Regions from separate parts of the Mus musculus genome. Here region 2 is linked to region 1. Evidence: chromatin contacts called from public promoter capture Hi-C data. All regions are on one chromosome and are shown on one strand. Each heading gives the region's core, a stretch centred on a gene start, on an enhancer-like site or on the middle of the called end of the contact. The rest is flanking DNA. Distances are from core to core; before and after follow the strand shown.

What was found. Promoter capture Hi-C pulls out the DNA fragments that hold promoters and counts their contacts.
Region 2: a contact with region 1 is called in a promoter capture Hi-C map of stem cell-derived epiblast-like cells, with 6 times the contacts expected there. The contact joins the promoter of Gcc2 here to the promoter of Smpdl3a in region 1. A contact is called at or near these places in 17 of 39 promoter capture datasets (the 3T3-L1 cell line, HPC-7-derived erythroid cells, cranial neural crest and 9 more), 6 of 484 Hi-C or Micro-C datasets (CD4 T cells, CD8 T cells, Sertoli cells and 3 more), 7 of 115 datasets of contacts at active chromatin or transcription factors (astrocytes, bone marrow-derived macrophages, differentiating embryonic stem cells and 4 more) and 3 of 9 other capture datasets (embryonic stem cells, liver and pancreatic islet).

The regions. Positions count from the first base shown.
Region 1 is chr10:57,792,416-57,796,974 of GRCm38.p6, forward strand. It overlaps Smpdl3a (sphingomyelin phosphodiesterase, acid-like 3A), which reads left to right and starts at 2,129. Exons shown (of 8, transcript NM_020561.2): 1 at 2,129-2,369. The coding sequence starts at 2,267.
Region 2 is chr10:58,252,971-58,257,028 of GRCm38.p6, forward strand. It overlaps Gcc2 (GRIP and coiled-coil domain containing 2), which reads left to right and starts at 2,556. Exons shown (of 23, transcript NM_027375.2): 1 at 2,556-2,601; 2 at 2,859-2,912; 3 at 3,850-3,934. The coding sequence starts at 2,596.

The DNA of each region.
Region 1 (4,559 bases), core at 879-3,378:
GTAGGCTTACACTGCAGGTATATCAGCGTGTGGAACACTGAAGCCTTGAGCTTCTTCTTAGTGAGTAGAAAGGAGGCTGTGGCTTCCATTGCTCACTTAAAACATTATCAGTTTATGTTCTCAAGCATTTTAAAGGTTTCACAATGTGTGTGCTTCATATTTTGTCTTAACTGAAGTTATTTCACAACCAATTTACTTCCTATAACATGTCTTAGAAGTTGAAAAATAATGTTTGACAAGGCAAGACACTGCAGATGTTCCTCTATCTTGTATTCTTACTGAGGCCATTTCAGGCTTAACTAGAATTTGATCTCTTTAATGGAGAATCCACTGGGAATTTACCCGACTCTATTGTAGGACCAAAGGCCAAGATGCTGCAGCTAACTTATCGCTTCTGCTAAACAGCTTGCTTGTGCAAACCTACCTCTGCCAATGCAAAGTGAGATACCAGGATATGGTTTTTCTCTTTAAAAGACTTGCTCTGAATAAGCTTACATCCCGAACACTTGAACATAGTTCCAGCCAGCTGGCTTGCAATCGGCTCTCAACTGTGTCTGAATGATCATCTCTGGTTGGATCACAGTTATAATGAGCAAAACTGGTATTCTGATCATTAGTTCACTTTCTTTTAAAATGTTCAAGCTCTTGCTATCTTGCTGATCCATTTCTGCATTTCAAGCTCACCACCATTTCCCGGCTTTACTTTCCCTGTACTCTTTAGACTGTAGACTGAGAAATTGCAGAAGTGACCATGTCTGTTGCAGGGAAGCATGCATGGTTCTTGAACTGCTCTGAATCACCCCAATGATGTAGCAAAACTTGGAGGAGTCTACCAGGATCTGAAAGGAAACTTAGTGTCCATTAAAAAAAATTTATTCACAAGATATAATGTCTAAATCATGCAGATATAAAACAAAGTTTTTTTCCTCTGATGGAAAATAAATATATTTGTAAAATATAATGGTAAAAGTACCTAAAGAAAATACAAAAATAATGTATCCTAAGCCAAATATGTGTGATCCTAGGCTAAGAACACAGATCCTGGTTTCTCTAAATGACTGTTTCAACATGGAATAGGTTACAGAAACTTACAGTTATAGAACAAAGAAAATAATAAATCAATACACTTACCAGATATGTTCCTATTACAAAGAATGTAAATCTAAGTAGGTAAACTATAAAGTTTCAATGTAGTATTCTTAATTCTATAGTTGGAGGATATTGAAAAACCATTTAAGCTTAGTGACAGAGATACTCTTTTAATCATGAAAATGGTATGCTAGATACACAAATTAAGGCATTTGAGTATTAAAGAGGCCATGGTATCCCAAGACAATGTGGGTGTCCACCTAAAACACCCATCTTCCCATAATAAGTACCTTGAACTCAGCTAAAGCATAGTATTTTGTCAGGACCTTTTAACACAGCACGGCTTCCTCAAGACGCCACAGCTCACATCTTTTATGAGGTCAGCATCTCTCAAAGGTTTGCTCTTCTCCAAAGACACCCTACGTTTTATAAATTAAAGTTGTTGGCTATATTATAAAGAGAGCGCATTCTCATAAATTCCTAGAGAGAGAACAAAGAATACATATTACACACAGTCTGTGGGTTTTGGTGTCTTTGCCAATACTTATAAAACTTTTGGAATAGAAAAATCAACAGTCTCTATTTGTATTTACCAGGTAGGTTGCATGAGGACGTGCTTAACTCAGTTGTGGAAAGGAAAACGTTCAGCCTGGTGAACCTGGGACATAGTTTGCCGACTCCACCTATCTATCACCTTGGAGTACTATGAAGCCACACATGGCCAGCCCAGCTAATCTGTTCATTTATCAGCGGTGGCCTGAGGCTTGGGAGTTTACATTTCTGTCATAAATCCCAGGTAGCGAAACCATTGAGGAAATCCAAACCCATTCTTGTACTCGTTTGTCTTAACTATGATTCAGGGTTCTCCTGCCTTTTCAAGTACCTCTGCTAAATGGCCCTGTCAGGTAGGCGCTCCTGGGGTTCAGGGAAGGAAACAATACGGGGTTGGAGCAAGAACATTGTTTCCCATTGACCTAAGAAATTAAGGAAGCATATTAAAATAAAGGAGTCCAGAAGGTCAGAAGAACTCGTGCTCAGGGGAATCTAATATTACACGTGATCTGCTTGCTGGGCGTCAACACAAGGAAAGGCTCTGGCTTCCTCTCCACCCCTAGGGCCTGCGGGTCTCAGCGGCGCCCAAGCTCCAGTCTAGCGTCCTGGGGCAGTGGCCTCCACCATGGCGTTGCTGGGCAACTTCCTTTGCTGCCTACTGGTTGCCTGGCTCTGCGGCCCGGGGCTCGGGGTGCCCCTGGCGCCGGCGGATCGCGCCCCAGCTGTGGGTGAGTGGACCGATCGGGACTGCACAGGACGGTGGAGGGGGTCGGCGAAGTCATGAAGGTGCCGGGTGCGTAGGCAGCGGGGCACAGGACGCCGCCACACTGGTCACTGTGGCCAAAGGCCAGACAGCAAGGTCACTGGGTCTGAGTCATGGTGGGGGCGCCCCGTGGGCGCCAGTATGGAGCCGAGCCGCCTGCTGGGCGTTTGTTTACATCCCGGGTCTGGGTGGTTTAGTTCCCAGGGGAGGAAAGTCTGAAGCTGTTGTCTGGTGGGAAATGCCGCTCAGAATTGGCTGTGGGCATTCCCGGAGTCACCTAGTCTGCCCAGAGCAGAGGAGGACCTACAGGGTCCCTACACCTGGATGTAGCTTCAGTCCTATTCTGTTCTGCTCAGTGACGTCGGAGCCTAATTCTGCCTCTTCAGGTCTCCGAGGCGTCTGGTCTCTTTCGTTCTTAACATAAAACCCCTGAGCCCTTCCGCAGCCCTTGGTGCACTTGGGGTCTTGCGTTTGTGGTGTGTTCTGTTTACCGGGAGCCTATTACTCTGTTTCTGCAATCTTGGCCTGCCCTGCCCTGCCCTGCCCCCTCAGTCTCCTTCCACCCAGCAGTAGCAGCTGCCAAACTTGGTGGGAAAAAAAAAAATCGGTAAGTTAAGCCCCACTCCAAAATTACTGGATCCAGACCGGTGGGAATGGATTCCTGGGCACAGTTTAACACTCTTCATCCCTCTCAAATTAGAAAATCCCCGTCCAGACTGAATGTTTAGTAAGACTGTAGGTTGCCTTCTGGGTTTTAAAACTTAAGGTGACGCTCCCCTCCCCCATCTCCCTAGCTCCGTTTAAAAATAATTGCTCTAGTTGGGGGGTTTGTTTTGATTTGCAGAGAGAGCTATCCTTGAGACTTTCACCTGTGCTCAGAACTGAAACTCTCCTGCTGTCTGCCTCCTCTCCATGCCTGCCTCTGATCTGCACAGGACTTCCCTGAATGGGGTCCAGGGAATCCCTTCTCCTTGCTTATGAGTGAAGTACACCTGACTTAGCTGTCAAGCTTTTGCAAGCCACAGCTGTATGTCCGGTTTGTCAACTCTGGCAAATAACACCTGTAACAGAAATAGCCCCCAGAATGTGTACATATGTGGCTGCCTCGTGTTTTTATATTGCTGGAATTGTGCTATTTTAAATTTGTGACTGCTCCGGATTTTGACCTGGAAATGTCTCAGGCTGCACCACAGGTAAATTCGCCTTTGGTTTTAATGAATTAATTGCTGAAAGAAGTCATAAAACTTTGCCCGTGATCATGTGACTCTCCTTCTGATACCTTCCTGTTTTGGTAGCGGGAGGGAGAGAGAATAACCAGACCTGTTGACTCTGGTTTCACATTGCATGGATTATTTTACCTGCTTTCCACTTGACTAGAAGGCCTCTCTCCCCCTGGCCCCTTTGCACTTCCCTCCACAACTTCCACCCAGCCTGGCCTCTGCTTGTTTCCTAACTGTGTTTAAGTTCCCAGTCTTAGTTTTCCCCCTTGCCAAGTCCATGTGACTAGAGGACCACCACCCTGGGTGTTTGGCTTCATTTTTAAAAGATTTAGTAGGCTGTCACCTGCTGGTGTACTTAGCACACAGCAACTGACTTTATAAACAGATCAACCAACGCCCACTTAAACGACTACATACAATTGTCCATATAATTATGGTTCATTGGGTTTGCTGGGACAAATTATTAAGCATTCTTTGACTGAATTTTTTTTTCTGAAAATTTTGAGTATCTCTTTAAATAAATTTGAGCACTTATGTAGACTGTGTAACACACATATCTTGAAAAAATATTTGAAAAGTTTATCTGGGGGATAAGAAAGAAATTTTGGTAAAGGACTTTGGGCATTTTTGGCCAAAAAATTTAGATTTGAGTGTGCTATGGACTGTGTCACAGGCTGGATTGGTGACCTTACAAACTCGCGCACACACACAGGCACAGACACATATATACAGACACACACAGAGACACACACACACAACCACATTTTATGTACAATATCATTGGCGTTAGGATGTAAAACCTCCAGATGTTCTGACTCATTTCAAGCCATCCTTTAGTGAATCTAATTACCCCCTCATTTGTCTATCCAGCAATGTGATGTGGTAGAAATAGCACCTTGGCATCTGGAGAAACAGGTTCTAGCTCAGCTTTTATT
Region 2 (4,058 bases), core at 1,306-3,805, 460 kb after region 1:
CCAAAATATAGCCTCTTTAGTTCATGTTACTTGTATTATGTTTTCAGGACTATTTGGTACTGGACAACCAACTCATGTACCCTTCCTTGGGAAGGACCACCTCTCTGATTCCCAGCTCTCCTCAGATACCTGTAGTTCTTTATGTGGAGTGGAGGCCTAATGCTCTCTTCTCTTCCCACTTTGCCATGTCCACCGATGTCATCCTTGTTCATTCTTGGGCAGTCATGTTGGTGAGATTACATTCTGGCATTACTAGGAGACAGAATCTCACACCATACTTCCTGATTCTCTGCCTCTCAAAATCTTTCCACCCCTTCCTCCTCAATTTTCTCTGAGCCTGAGGTGTGGGAGTATTTTGTAGCCAGATCCCTTGGGACTGAGCTCCATACTCTGAATACTGATAGACTGTGGGTTTCTTAGTGGCTCCACCTGTTGCAAAGAAAAGTTTCCTTGATGAGGGGTAAAGACTATACTCATCTGAGGGTACAAGTATTTATATTGCTGGGGGTTATGCTGGCTTAGTAAATTAATGGTTGTAGACTCTCCTCCAACAACCACAACTTAAGTAGCACTGAGTAGTTAGGTTGGTTTCCATGAGGCATGGCTTCCCTCTTGTTGAGCAGGTCTTAAGTCAAATTAGTCCAATGAAGTCCAAGGCATACTTGTCATACTGAACTCTGATTACCAGGCTGTGCTGGTGGATGTGGTTCAAAGGTGGCATAGCCGGAAAGGACTGTTGTTCCCTTCTCTGGAAGCTTACATGGTGCCTTCAGGTACCAAGAAACCTAGTCCTCAGGGAGCTTATATTCAAATCGGTGCTAGCTCAGGGTACTGAAGCTGTTCTTATTTCAAGGGGTAAACAATTGTACTCTCTTTTGGGAATAGTTTACTCTTCAGCTCTTTTCAAGAACCTAATGCTTTTTACCTTGGGCTATTTTGCTGTTCTCCTTTCTCTGAATACAAAGTTAGGAGACCAGCATGATACAAATCATGATGTTTCAGTCAGAGGGCAATTTAAGATTTAAAAAAAAAATGTATCTACAGGAAAATCCCACCTCTAGACCCAGCTTCTCACTGAATTTAAATAGTGCAAGAAACCTGACGAACAGAAGGAATTTGGTCCACCACTGTAAAACTGAAAAAAATAACTGTTCCTGAAGGATCAGAGAAATAAGAGAGAAGGCACACAGCCGCTTGCTGGGCTGTGTATTGGGACTGAGGACTGACAGGGGGTAATGATTTTCTCCCCTCACGGTATTACCAGGGAATTTGATGTCTTTATATTTTGTAAAGGTCATGCCATATGACTTCCAGAAGCCATGATCAAAACCAACAAAAACACCTGGCTTTTCCCATACGGAACTTGGAAAACGCTCTGGCTCTACTTGGGGGTGAGGGCCCAACTGCTTGAAGGCCTATACCTGCAATTAGTGTATGTCTACACCTGGAAGTAGACAACCTGAAAAACCTGCTGAAAAACACCCTCTCACCTATGAAAATACAACATGTTAATTAATATTCGCCACCAGCGGCCACTTGCTCTGTCCTCTAGTTTATGTTTAGGCCAGGCTTAACTATAGAAAAATATCAGGCATTATTTTAGGGTCTAGGTCAGTCTAAACGTGTTCTATTAGACAATAACAACGAAAATCTATATTGTAGTATCTTCCTTCTCTAGAGTCCTCTGGGGTTTGGATTGGTTTTATCTTCCTTATCTTGCCTTCATCCCCTTGTGAGCAACTACAAGGAAAAAGAAGGCCTGCAGGACTCTTGACAGAACCTGGAATCTCTTTACCCTGTCTTCTCTCATTCGTAACCACAAGGGAGGGCCCTCATCAGACTAGTCACGTGTACCTTCCCACACTGTGACCTCGATGGGTTCTTTGAAGTGAATGCTGGAATTCAGTCTGAGTTATCCTTTTTTATGCAACCAGGGTTACCAGTCTGTGGAATGCTGCCACCCACAGTTACTGGGGGTCTCCATAGCTCAAGTAATCTAATCTAGATAAATTTCACATACATGTCTAGAGGCTCTCTCCTAGATGATTCTAGATCCTTTCAAGTTGACAATATAAACAACACGAGAAGCACCTCAGCCGGCAAATTAATATTTAGCAATACAGAGACAGCATGCCAGCATTTTGAAACTCCTGAGAAAGTAACGGATTCAGTAATTTATTCCTTATTACTACTCACAGAGGAACCTATTTTGAACATGACAGAATTAAAGTCACCTATAAAACTATTTGTTTCACATATGCCTGCTAGTCGGGATAGTTATATTTGTAAAGCACATCTTTAAAAATTAGAAAACGAAGTGATCAAAGGAACGTGTGCTCAAACCTGTCACCTGGCACAGGGTAGTAGTGCAGGGCGACTCAGCGCGTTCCGGCACCGGCCAGGGGACCTGCGCAAAGACGACTTCCTCCCGGACACCAAGGAGGAAGCGGAAGTGCCAGCTCTGCGTAGCCTTGGAGACGCGGGGAGGCGTAGTCGCCTCGTAACGAGACCTTTGACCCGCGCTCGGCAGCCTCGGAGGCGGAGCAGCCGAGACTCCTGAAGAGGCGGTGGAGGCAGCCGCGGGTCGCAGCCGCGATGGAGGTAACGGTGGGCGTCGCGCCGCCCCGCTGGCCCGCTGTGCCGCTCGAGGGGTGGGAGGGCATGGGAGCACCCTGTCCCCGCCCTCGCGCCCAGACCCCCGCCGCGGCGCTTGGCATTGAACCTGGTGCTGGCTCCGGCCGTGGCGACGGCCCAGCTCCGGTCCCTACCGCCTAAAGGGGTCCTCCTCTGCACAGATTTGTTTGGCCGCGCCTTGTACCTGGAATTGGGATGAGCTCTTTTTATGGTTTGTTTTACAGGATTCTGCTCCAGATGCCGTAGCTGCAGCACCCTCCGGGACCCCGAAATCCAAGGTGAGGAGAGCACTCAGCCGCCTGGTTCCCTGTAGCGCATAAGGTTAATGAATCGGAAAACTTTGGCATGGGGAGAATTATTTAAAAAAAAAAAAAAAAAAAAAAAAGAACTAACCTTTCCTCAGGGAGTTTCATTTTAATTTACTTACAGATTTCCTGTTCTTTTTTAAATTTCCTGATGTGCGAGCAGTTTGTTTACTTCCTGCTCCTTGTTAGCACGATGCTGTATTTCAAACATTTAGCTAGTCTGTTTAATGAAAGTTTACACAGTGACACGAAGCCGAGGGGATTAGATAAGAGGCAGGAAGAAGCAAGGAACTATATCCTGTTGGCTCCAGCTCCAGAGTTGAGGGTGGAATAAGGTTGTTCTTACAGCACTGTGCAATGTTTTATGCTAAGTGATTCAGAAAGGTAGGGGCACAATTTATTACCAAAATGTAGTGTTTGAAGACTGATTTCTAGGCATTTGCTGAAGTAACAGATTCTTTCAGGTAAGCTTCCTGAAATACGTATCTTCCCTATTCTCATTCTGCAGATGAGGAAACGTTGTGCACAAAGATTAAGTAATTTTCAGTTAGTAAACCCTAATATTTTAGTTGAAGTCTAAATGTGACCCGATTCACCTGTGAATGTAGTTATGTTGTTAGCTTCCAACAGAATGAGTTCTACAGCTCGAGAAATCTTGAGTTCCAAGCCCTTCTTGTACAGCTAGAGAACTCAGTGTTCTCTGTAAGAGTTTTGTGCTGGGGTTTTGGTTTGATTTTCCATTCACCTAATTACTTTTAGTTATTGAAGTTACGTTTCTCAATTTAAAAAATGTGACTGGCTCAACTGTTTAGAGTGTCTCTCTTTGGTTTTCGGCAGACACTGTGTTTCTTTTGGTGGCCGTACTAAAAGCATGGGTTTTAAAACTCAATAATACGACTCCATCTTTCAGCTAGAAACGTTGCCCAGAGAAGATCTCATCAAGTTTGCCAAGAAGCAAATGATGCTCCTGCAGAAAGCCAAAGCAAGGTGTACAGGTACTGGGTTTAAATCAGAGCTTTTCAGTAGACCACCATGCCTAGCCCTGCAGTTGCCTTTGAATAAGTAAAGGAACAAATGAATTTTTAATTCAGTGTGTGTGTGCGCGCGTGTTTTGCCTAT